Regions from separate parts of the Anas platyrhynchos genome. Here region 1 is linked to region 2. The links are chromatin contacts, called in public Hi-C maps. All regions are on one chromosome and are shown on one strand. Each heading gives the region's core, a stretch centred on a gene start, on an enhancer-like site or on the middle of the called end of the contact. The rest is flanking DNA. Distances are from core to core; before and after follow the strand shown. Region 1 overlaps MMP17 (matrix metallopeptidase 17). Region 2 holds the start of PUS1 (pseudouridine synthase 1).

Region 1 (5,789 bases), core at 800-3,299, 100 kb after region 2:
GATGTGGGGTGGGAAGGCCTCTCCCCTGGAAGTGTTTTTCCCCATCTGGTCCCCACCGCAACAGAGTGGCCTTGTCGATGCAGAAGACCAGCATTTCCTCTGCCAAGCTGTGCTTGCTGAAAGCTGCTTGGAGCAGACAGTAGTCTCCAGCAAAAGCCAGGACTGGGCTTTTATTTTTTATTTTTATTTTATTATTATTTTTTGACTGTTTTGGGTGTGCAGTCAAGCCCAAAGCCCATTAAAACACACACACATAAACAAAAAAAAAAAAAAAACACATCCCAGATACCTTCTATATTATTGAAGAACAAGTCCACCAGAGCTGGCAACCCAACATCAGGTTAGAGTTTCACTGTTGACAGGATAAATCTTGCCAGAGGTTTGGGATTTTGTTTTATTATTCTTTTTTTTTTTTTTCTCCCAACCAAACACCAGAAATTTGGGTGAAGGACAGGGAACTGCTCTGGCAGCTCTTGTAATAATCTTGTTGGTACCACGAGGCCAGTAATAACTTGTACTGCAGGAGACTGCTTCCCAGTTTACGGCCCCAGCACATGCCTACAGAAATCCTCCACATACCATCCAGCTTTAATAGCCTCTCCTATTCTTAGCACAAACTTGCCTTCTTAGAGACTATTGCAGTGCCATGTACTCCCTGCTTTGGCTGTCCTAAATCCCTTCCTGGCCTGTTACAGCCCCACGAGGGCCAGCCAACTCCCCCTGTCTAGAAATTTCAGGGAAAAGCAAGGAAACGATCCACAGCACTGGGCTTACCAGGAACTGCTGGAACACGGAGAGCCAGGACGAGTCCCCCTGCCTGGATAAGGCATCCCCCGGGCTTGCTGTTCCAGCAGCTCTGGGTTCAGCCTGGCTCATGCACCACATGTGCCTGGCAGAGAAGATGGAAAAAGCAAGGTGGCTGGGCTCGAGGCAGCTCTGGGATTTGTCCTCTCCTAGCCTGCCATCTGAGAAGCAGAAGGCACCTCCAGGGGCTGTGGCAAGGCAAGAAGAGGCTAGGAACACCTACCCACCTCCTGGCAGGGGGCACCGGCTGGAAGAGCTCCACCTGAACTATGGGGCTGATCCCCAGGGCCTGCTCTCCTGGCCCACAGCTGTGCAGGGGCATTTGCTGATTAAACTTTGGGGTTGAGGAGAGAAATTTCGTTATCAATACACGTAGATCAGAAAGTTGCATTTGAGAAAAGCCCTCAGAGATAAGGGTTCAGCCATCCCCTCAGCTATTCTGGGGCTTCGGGAGGCAGCAGCCTTCTGTTACACACAAGTGTGACATATGATTTGAATCAGCAAGTAAAGAGGAGTTCCTTCTCAACAGCTTTGTGTTTTTCAAGCTGTTAAACACTGGGTCTTGTCCGAGATAAATTATACTTAATGGTATTCTTGTTTTTTAAATCTAGGCATGGACATGGCTTTGGCATTTGAAAACTGCTCCTGCCCAACTTAGTTTTTCATTTTCTTTCCTAAATCTTTTTCTCTTATTTTTTTTTTTATTATTATTATTTTTTATTCTTCTTTTATCCTTTTTCTTCTCTTTTACTTTTTTTTTACCCTTTTCTTTTCCTTTTTACTTTTCCTTTTCTCTGTTTACTTCTCTCTCTCTCTCTTTTTTTTTCTCTCTCTCTCTTTTTTTTTTTTTTTTTTTCCTTTCCTCTTCATTTCCTTTCTCCCTTTCCTCTTCCCCCTTTCTCTTTTTCGCTCCCCCCAGCTATCCCCATCGCTCTCCGTGGCGCCGGGCCGCGGCCGGGGCTCTGCTGCCCTCCGGCGGCCGCGCCGGGGCCTCCCGCTGGCGGCGGGGCCGGGCTAGGCCGGCTTCAGGCCTCACCCGAGGCCGAGCTCTGGTTTGGGGTAAAATCCCTCTTGCCCAGTGGTCTTGGCCCGGTGGTTTTAACCTCTGGCATGCTCGGGGCTCTCAACCCCACCAGGCGGGACCGCAGCAGCCCCATGGGGGGGCAAACCCGCTGTTTTAAGGGGGCTCTGCCCAGCACCACGATGGCCCCATCCACCTCCACAGGCATCTCCGCATCCTCCTGGGGCTGGAGGAGCCATCCAGCCACCCTGCCCTCCACCCACACTGCAGGGATGCCCCGGCACGGCCCAAACCCTCGGCTCCTTCCACGCCTGCTGCCGAGAGCTCTCGGTACAGTGGTGTCTTTGTGCCAGGGACATCTGCTTGCATGGCTCCGGCAGTGACCCTCAGGCAGCACTGACCCCTCTGGCCCCACAGTGAACCCGTGACCTCCCGGGGAAGCTCTCCAGCTGCCATTTGTGTCCTGGGATGCGATCATCCCGCATCTGGAGCTCACTGTGGCCATGGGGCGGCTTTGCCAGCTCAGGGCCCGCACTAGAGGCAGGGCTGTGACGGCGGCACAGTGCATGTCCTCCTCAGCTTTCAGCCCGGCACTTTGGGTACTGGCACCACTGCAAGCATGCTTGTGGGCCAGCAGGTTGCACTGGCAGCGCAGCAGGACATTCTCCATGTCAGCAGGAACAGAGAGGGGACAAGGGGGGCCTGGAGTGGACGTCACCTAGCGCAGTTACACACTGCAGTTGACAAAGTGATTAGGCACCGCTTGGGGTGGATTTCAACTGCTTTACGCGCTGAATTTATGGAGACATTCAACAGGGCCTTTATCCTCGGCGGAGCACAGAGCTATCCAGGGGCCTGCCAGACCCTGGTGCAGGGGGACGCTTTGTCCTTCAGCTCACGGCTGCCGAGTCCTCCGTCCATTCCAATAGACACGAGACACAACAGCAATATTTTGTACCTATGTTCTTCAAGGGAACATTGAAAGCCACTGAAATGTTATTTATTATCTGCAGATGGAGTCATGGGACAATGGTGCACTCCTCCTGCACTGACAGATGTCCAAGGGGGCCTCCAAAAGGGCCTGATCCGAAATTGCATCAGGCCTCAGAAGAGAAACAGGAGCCATGGTCTGAGCAGGCTGGGATGTGCCAGTGCAGCGAAGGCCTGGGGACAAGAGGCTGTCCCAGGGCTCACCATGGGCTCGCTGTAGGAGCAAGTAAAAGTCCAGGACCATCCTAATGCACTTCTTGACCTTACCTCTGTTGCTCTGAGCCCTTGGCTGAGGCACTGAGAGGAGCACATCCCTCCCTTCCCACCCCAGCCCACCCTCCATGGTACAGCCAGGTGTGACAGCACCACAACTGAACTCTGTACATCTCAATCCCTTCCAAAGCATAATACAACATGAAACAGAAGCTCCAAGAGTGAAGGAGTTCCTGTGAAGGGATTAGGCTGGTGGGATGGCTGGAGTCGCATCCCATCCGTAAGGCTGAGCTCAGCAAGTTGCTGCTTGCGTGGTGGTAAGGCTGCGCCCGAGCCTGAACAGTCAGCACCTTACTGAAGGTGGCAGGCTTGATCTGGCAGAGGAGCGGGAGAGCTGTGTGTAGGCAGCCAAGGTTTATTAGATAAATTGTTAAATTCAAATGACCTGGACACAAAGATAAGTTGCACTGCCTTCTGAAAGGCAAAGGTGTTTTTGACCTGTAGAAACTGGTACAGGTTACCAAGACATCAGTTACCACAGCAGATTTGACATAATAACGACCACCTTGCAGTTAATCTTAGGAGAGTCAAAGTTTCTCTCTACCTAGTACATCCAATGGGATGTGCACGTTATGTCAGCGCAGCTACTGCACCGCTCCCACAGCCCTGCCACCTTCCTGCTGGGGTGCTGCTACCTCTGCTGTCCTCATCTGATCACAGCAGCACTCCCCTCCCTCGTCTGTGGTGTTCTAACATCCAAAGCAACAAATCTATATGGGGCATTTCTAAATTCAATGTTAGGCTGCTCTCATTTTAACTGGATGGGGGAATAAGGAGGTGCAGAACTCAAAATCTGTTATTAGACCTTTAAACTAAAATTAAAAAGAAGAAGAAGAAAAAAAAACAACCACGGTTCACTTCTCATGGAGAATTCAAAACCTTCACCGGCATGTTCCTAGGAATGTTTTTCTGCTCACAACAGTTAGTGGCACGGGACCGCATCCACCTCCAGTCCCTGGAGCACTGCAACGCTGCCTTCCCTGTGGGGTGAGATGTCATAGGGCTGCACACACCAGTGCTGCTGTCCACACGCTCGCCAGCACAAGGCTGGCAGACAGTCTGAGCATGGGGCAGGCCCGCAGGGACTCAGAGGACGAGGTGCAGGAGCAGACCTCGTAGCCATTCTCCGAGCGGCTCTCGTCGTGCTGCCCGGGCTTGGAGCGCGCCCCAGTCCTGCTGCTGCCGGCTGCTTCTGGGGAGTCAGCCTGCATGTCGCTGCACACCAGCCAGTCCCGGGCGATGGACTGCGGGTAGCCAGCCTCGGCCTCCAGCTCACTGTCCAGCACTCGCCAGTACTCCTTGCCCCTGAAGAAGTAACTTGCACCTGGGAAGAGACCAAAGCCCAGAGGTGAGATGAGCAGGGACAGTGGCCCAGGAGGACGACAGCACCGGGAGCAGCAAAGGAGCGCTCCCACCCCATGGAGCCACGAGCCGCCAAACTGGGGTGAGATGCTGGCTCCTGTGGCAGGTCCTGGGACAGATGCATCCCCTGGTACTACAGGAATGCAGGGTTAAAAGCCCACAGCCACACACACCACCAACATCCCAGTCTTGTAACAGGGCATGGTGAGGCTGCAGATGATAAACAACCTGAGCCTGACTCATCCTCCCTGCATGGGTGGCCAGTTATGCCCAACAGCATCTGAAATTTGGAAAGCCTCTGGAAACGTCCCTCCGGTGCCTGGTTTAGTGGCTGCAGTTACACTGCTAGGTTGCCAGCAAATAAACTGTGGAAGCGCCGCTTTATTGTGAGTGAATGGCTGCTTTTAAACACCTCCTATGACAATATTTTTGTGGTCTTTGCAGAGAGAAGGGGCCACCGAGAAATTTCATCCCTGGAAAACAAGTGCTAAGTCTGGGCAAAACACTTCCTTTAAAAATATTTTTGTCTACAGTCTCATGTATCTAGGTAAAAAATCCAACAACAACAGATTCGGTGAAAAGCAAACCAGCAGGTATTAAGATAAAATTGCCACAAAACAACATCAACTGTGCTCTTTTAGTAAAATCAAATTATTAAGCACCCAGGATATTTCTGTTACCTGCTTGAATTTACAATGCCTTTTAGTGAGCAGAGGGAGCTCTGGCTCAAAGCCTGCCTCCCTCTCTGCAGCTTTTAGACAGGGAAAGTGCCAGCACATCTGGGGCTCAGCGGTGCAGGCTCCGCAGACAGGGCTGTATCTCAAGTGCGAACGAGGCATTGCTTTTTTTTCTTTTTTTTCCGAACCAGCATACGGACTCACCGTCTGACCACCTCATGGCATCATCTAAAGGGCTCGGAATTCCCTTCCACAGAATGGTCTCTGAGGGGTACCCGGGGTCCATCCTCCGCTCGTGGTCATCGTAGCGCCAGTAGAGGTTGTCCTTAAAGAAATAAGTCTTGTCATTGTGGGCCCAGGAGAAGGCGGCGTCGATCCCTCCTGGCGGCAGCCCGAAGTCCGAGATGGGCCGCGGGTATCCTTCCTCCACGTTGTTGTCCTTGAACACCCAGTACCTGTCTCCTGAGGAAAGAAGCACGGAGCACGAGTGCGTTAGTTTCACAGCTGAGGCCAGCCTCCCCTGCAGACGAGCTGATGCTTTGTTATCTGTTGTGATGATCCTCAGGGTGAGCTCTTGGCACTGGAGGAGGGGTCAGAGGGGAGCAGCCCATCGGGGAACCTCTGCCCTGGAACAGCGGCTGGGTTGGTGCCAGGCTGCTGAG
Region 2 (5,987 bases), core at 3,242-5,741:
AGGCAGGTGGATCAGTCAGTGGTACCAACAGCTTCTTTTACTCTTTCTACAGCACTGTTTTCCCCACTCAGTTTTTCCTGGGTATCCAGTTCTTGTGCTGCATGCACGCAAACCTCTGCTTTACTGGGTTCTTGGACTAGGAAGGCCACTTGTTTGTAGACAAAGTGAGCTGCAGGCAGTAAGGGTCCCAGGTCCAGACGCTTATTGGTTCAGTCAGAATCATCACCACAACCATCACTGCCTTCAAGATCGCTGCTGTTCTGAAATGGAAAATGGAAAACAGTTTGTCAGTATTTCATATATAGCCAGAGACGGACCTAAGTCAAAAGACACTGACCATTGACTTTAAACCTCCCCAGAAGCATTGGAAAATGCAGCGAGATTTGCCAGTGTATGACTCTGCAGTCAAATCAGCCAGTGTTTCAAAGCATTCCTTCCTTCCTTCCTCCTTCCCTCAACTGCCCTATGCAAAAATCTGCATAAGTAACCCGATGTCTAATTCATTCCACCAACATCAAGACCGTGCAGACTGAAAAAATAAAAACATTTTATACTCCAGATGGCTGTCCTCTTCCACAGTCTGTTCATGGAAAACAAAAACATTAGTAAGGGAAGAGCCATTTTAACTTGCAGCTTCTGTTTGAAAACAACAATGGCTTCAATCATTACCTTTGAATTTTTGTTGTTAGCTTGCACCTCAGCAGCAGAAGAGTTGAAGTCATGGATGGAGAGGGTGCTTAGCCAGTTCATCATGGATTTCTCCTCCCTTTCTGTGTTAATAATAGTAGGATAGATATACTGCTCTTTGAAAACAGCAATCTTTTCCTCCTCCTCTGTCCACTCCAGAGGCTCATGCAGTCCATCATTTCCAAACCGTCTGTTGTACTTTTCAAAGTGTACCCTTTCCAAGACCAGACCGAGTCCGGGAGCTTTGGGGACATCTACTTTCTCCTCTCCCCAGCTGCGCTCTATGATAGATTCAGCAGCATAACCTTTCACGATAGCTATCACCAGCCCAATCATCTTCCTTATTTGGTGCATCATGAAACTCTGGCCTTTCACTTTGATCACTGCAAATTCGACGTTTTCCCGCACAAAGGGCTCTCCACAGTACATCTCCATTATGTACCGCTTGGCGCTGGGGTCCTTGGGTCCCTTCTGAGACGTGAAGTTGTGGAAGTTGTGTGTTCCTTTATAGCAAGCAAGCAGCTTGTTGACTCTTTCAAGGGTCTCGTTGTTCAGTCGATACGCCTCTTCTTGCACATCCTCGTCTTTATGGGCAAAGGTAAATGTTGGCAGCATGTAGGAGTAGGTTCTGGCATCACATTTGTTCTTGGAGTTGAATCCCCCAGTGACTCTCTTCAGCCCTTATTTTAAAAAGAGATGTTAAATTTCTGAATCAGTAGGCCATAACCCAATTGTGATTTCAACTTTACCAACAAATGTATTTTTTTAAATAAAATGCAATTCAAATATACAAAGATTTATTTTATAGGACACTAATTTCAAAATAGCAGAAACATAGATTCTTGTTAAAACTAAACTGCTTTTGAGGAAAATTATAATAGTAAGGGAGAGACTTTGTGCAGGAGAAGGCTTCTCTTTGAAAAGTTTTCTTTGCCCATTCTGGCATCCTTACCCAGAATTCTGATGTGAGAAGGAAGATGGTTATTGATCTTTTCTAAGATGTCATCTATTAGCCTGACCTTTAGTGACACAATCTGTCCAGCTGCAGACACACCCTATAAAAATCATAAAGCACATACACAGATAATTATGTACCTTGGAAGGTCTAGGATAGCACTTGAACTGAAATAGCTAAAGAACAAGTTTTTTGCACTGGTCATTTCAGGCTGCAGAAAGGCAAATGCAAGGTCACAGGCAGAAATCCAAGTGAGAGTACTCCTGGAAGACCTGCTGGTGTTGTACGGCCACCCAGCACCTTAGCAATCTTAGAGAGCGTAATATTGCACTCCCTTTCCTGACATATCTCACTGTATTTGACTAGTAAGTAAAGCACCAGCAGAAAAGAAATGACTTGTACATAAGATCAGCCATGAATTCCAGTTCAGACTTAGAATCCTGCTGTGGCAGGGTTGAAAATCAATGGTGATGCAGTTACATTTCCAAGCTCTGCATCAACCACGCAGCAAGAGCAGTGAGGAGCAGCAACAGGTTGGCAAGCTGGAGCAGATGAATGTGACAGCAATGCAAAGAGACACAGTGTAAGTATGAAGCACCAGCTTTACAAACACCATATAACCAGTATCTCACTCTTTCTAAATATTCGCTTTTTACTTAAATTTAGTAATGAATGAAGGCAGAAGTTTCAAGTAACATTCACTGCAAATAGGATTTGCTGTTGGATCTCATGCTAAACAATGCTTTACCAGGCAATCACAACAGCACTGGTGGGAACAGACCACATTTTATGAGAGCACAGGCCCTAACCAATGTACCTTATCTGTTCGAGCACACCGCTGAAAAGACATTTTCTTCATGTCTTCTCCATGGTTTTCTGGGATGCAGCCTGACTGAACGAGGGCGGATACCAAGTCGTCTTCAATTGTCTTGAACTGTGAAGATCCCATATTCCTCTAGAAGAGAATATAAAATCAGAAAACAAATAGTAATAACGGGGTAACTGTTCTGAAGAACATAATTGAAAAAATGTTAATTGAATATCACCATGCAATCTTTTTTAAATCTTCCCTTCATAACCCTAAATTATTTGCCAGTGCCTGCAACAGTAACAGCTGCTGTTCCAAACCTGGCCTCTGCAAATCGGGCTTCCAGAAATTAGTGGACTCTTTTGGTCAGGTAGCCCAAGCTGTTACATAACTCAGACTACTGTTTGCTCCAGCAACTTCTGCACTAAACTTGTAGATGAACTATGACAGAAACATGCAACTCTACCTCAGGAAGGCTGCTTGGCACACCCTCCAACACACACCACTTGGTGTGAACGCAGTAAAGCTGAAATGCACTTCTACAGACATGCCCATGCATGTTGTTCACTGCTGTTGAACAAAGCTACTTTGCTGTGTAAGCATGAAAAATTCTTCTGTGTTCAACCATTACCAGTTATCCTGTAGAGCTTTTAAACTACACCTCAGGAATGTGTATAGAGCGTGCAGTATGCTGAGAGGAGCAGCAGATGGAGCAAAACCACGCTGTTGCTGCTAAGGCTGTACCACGAGACCATTCCTGCATGAGCAAGTCTGGGGCACTTTGCTGCTGCAACAAAGCAGCATGCCACGTGCAAGTGTAACAATCTCACAGCAGTTTTCCTGCTCCTAAATTGCTACATGTCACCCTATTGAGTGCACCAGAAAAGGGACAATTTACAATGTTTTTGAGTACAAACAACCTTTTCATAAATCCAATAGCTGTCAACACATACAGCAATTTGTTTCATGTAAATACACAGCTCAGTTCTCCAGGACCTACACATTTTGCAGAACACAGCGAGACCACCTGAGGTCTGACCTAAGGAAAACTCTGCCCAACTGCTTTGAAGTGTGAAGCTTCAATCTGAAGCTGGTGCACGGGTCGGGAGGGATCATGAGACAGCACATCAAGCGCTGACAGAACTGCAGTGCCCGTGCTTTCAGCCTCAAGAGCCTTGTCTGCAGCACAGCTTCAGAAAGGCCCGCTGATGCTGTGTGCTGGAAGGCAGGGCAGCGGTCCTGGAACACACCAGATGTCCAGCTGGCAGCTCCCCACGTGCGGCTGCTACCACAGCCTTCGGCCCCAGGAGCCACGGCACCCGCTTGTTCCCGCCGCAGCTGCTGGGGACGCAGCCCCCAGGCCCCCCCCCCGCTCCTGCCAACCCCGCGGCTCCCAGGGGCGGCCGGGCGCGGTGCGGTGCTGCCCCCGCACCTGCATGCCGTGGTAGCCTTTCCCCGAGTACGCCATCAGCAGCACGATCTTCCTCTTGGGCGACTTCTTGCCCTGCTCCTCCTCCTCCTCGCCGCCGCCTCCCTTCAGCCTCTTGCTCTGCCGCCCGTTCTCCTCCGGCCTTCCCGGCCCCTCGCCGCCGCCGCTCAGCCTCTTGGCAGCCGCTGCCCGCAGCCCCTCGGCCATGCTGGGAGCCACCTGCGGGGAGCAGAGCTCAGGGGGGGGGGCCCGGCCGCCAGCCCCTGCCCGCCCCGGGGAGCCCCCAGGAGCCCCCGCTGAGGCGCGGGGGGCCCGGGCCCTGCCTCCCCCCCCGCCTCCCTCCCCCCGCGGTCCCCACGCACGTTACGCGGCCGGGCCCCGAGCCCGAGGCCCCGGCCCCAGCCCCAGCCCCAGGCCCGCGCCCCCCAGCGCAGCATCGCGGCCCGGCCCCGCCGCTCACCCGCCCGGCGCGGCCCCAGCGGGCCCGGCCGAGCCTTACGGAGGCCGCGCGGGGCCGCACCGAGGCGGCGCCGGGGCCGGGGCCGGGGCCGGGGCTGCGCGGGGCGGGGCGGCGCCGAGGGGGGGCCGCGGGGCCGGGGGGGGCCCTCAGCGGGCGCTGGGCCCCGCGGCCGAGCCCCTGTGGCGCCTGGCGCCGTGTGGCCGTGGGGCCGCTCGCACACAGGCTCCGTGCAGCCAGCGCGTGTGGGGAGCGTGAGGGGCTGGGAATCCAGGCAGGGGGAAAGGCAGAGGAACGAGCGCGTTCCTGCGATAAGCACTGCCCGTGGGAGCAGAACAGTTTGTGCCTCACAAACCCGCTTGGTGCAGCAGCAGCACTCGCAGCAGTTCAGTCACGGTGAAACACAACAAAAAGTGGTGGCATCACCGTCATGGGGGTGCTGAGGAAAGGTCGGACGTGGTGCTCTGGACATGGTTTAGTGGGGGACGGCGGTGGTGGGGACCAGCCAATCCCGAAGGTCTCCCAGCCCTAATGACACTGCTCTATTCTAAACACCTCAGTGAAGCACGGGTCACTCACTAAAGATCAAGGTCGCCCTCCCAGAGGGGTCCCTGCCGGGCAGTGGTCGCTGTCCCTTCGTGGTGCAGCTGCCACCCGCACCAGCATCGCCCGCTGTTGAGCACAAGCCCCCACGCTTTCACTTTCCTGTCAGGTTTTCCTCCCTCCGGCTTTCTCAGGCAATCATTGTGCTCATGTCTCCTCCAACAAGTTTTATCTGCGCTGATGTACTTCATGGGAAAGCTTAGTACAATAGGCACCCTTATCAGGCACCAGCATGTACCTCCTAAAAAGCCAAATGCACCTGGAAATTGTTTTGTTATGCTGTGAGCTTCAGTGCTTTATGGGAGGGAGCTACCCAAAGAGGATGCTGCTCCCCTGGCATGGCTGTGAGATTAGCCTAAGAAAGCTCCATTTATTCATTCAGATGGAAAATGGAATGGTTGACAATTCCAAGCAGGCCAGATTATCAAACGCAGGCTTGTTATTTCTGCTAATAAGGGGAAGAAATGCAGCACATCCTTTTTTGAACTGACACATCTGAGTTATTTCAGTAGCGGGACGGGGCAAGGGAAGATTTATCACATGTTCCCAGCTGCACTTTGTTTAGAGAAGTGATAAAAGATAGCCTGTCAAATAGCAGCACTGCTGCCAATGGAAACAGGAATATAAATGTCTGTATTGCTTAGACCGGGGCGTCTGAATCCCTTTTTGCCTTGCTTCCTTAGGAAGTGAAGCATGTGCAGTCACGCTGCCTGTCTGTACAACACCGTCTCTTCCTCCTCCCTTCCTGCTGTGATTGCTGAATTTGGCCCATTTCGAGAGAGGGAAGAAGGCCTCAGCAGATAGGATAAAACAATGGTATGACAGGAGAAACACTTACATGGATGGCCCCATGATGGAAAAAGCTTTGCTATCCCAGCCCTTATCCATTCTAAGGGCAACAAAGGGGCTTCAAAACAGCACAAACCTTGCTCTGAGCCTGCCAGAGCACACACTGACTCTTTCCCAAGATAAAAATTAGGCAGGTGGAAAGGAGCTGGAGAAAGTTGTTGGTCCCAGTGTGGAGTTGTAGGACACACACGTGCCTCAC

Evidence for each region. A called contact is a pair of places that touch in the nucleus more often than the background predicts.
Region 1: a contact with region 2 is called in a Hi-C map of subcutaneous adipose tissue, with 3 times the contacts expected there. The contact joins the enhancer-like site here to the promoter of PUS1 in region 2. A contact is called at or near these places in 4 of 8 Hi-C or Micro-C datasets (liver, skeletal muscle and subcutaneous adipose tissue).

What each region holds. Positions count from the first base shown.
Region 1 is chr16:12,844,597-12,850,385 of IASCAAS_PekinDuck_T2T, forward strand. It overlaps MMP17 (matrix metallopeptidase 17), which reads right to left. Exons shown (of 10, transcript XM_038187449.2): 9 at 5,332-5,589; 10 at 2,772-4,412. The coding sequence ends at 4,084. Among named protein-coding and RNA genes, the nearest start is that of ULK1, 20 kb to the left of the region's middle. Within about 2 kb of position 2,050, at least 3 of the 8 cell types and tissues checked have an H3K27ac peak or open chromatin away from gene starts, as enhancers often do. A contact at or near this core is called in subcutaneous adipose tissue, where this site is marked.
Region 2 is chr16:12,737,966-12,743,952 of IASCAAS_PekinDuck_T2T, forward strand. PUS1 (pseudouridine synthase 1) reads right to left here and starts at 4,492. Exons shown (of 6, transcript XM_027470199.3): 1 at 4,340-4,492; 2 at 3,883-4,098; 3 at 2,460-2,597; 4 at 1,640-1,742; 5 at 670-1,367; 6 at 1-260. The coding sequence starts at 4,086. The coding sequence ends at 210.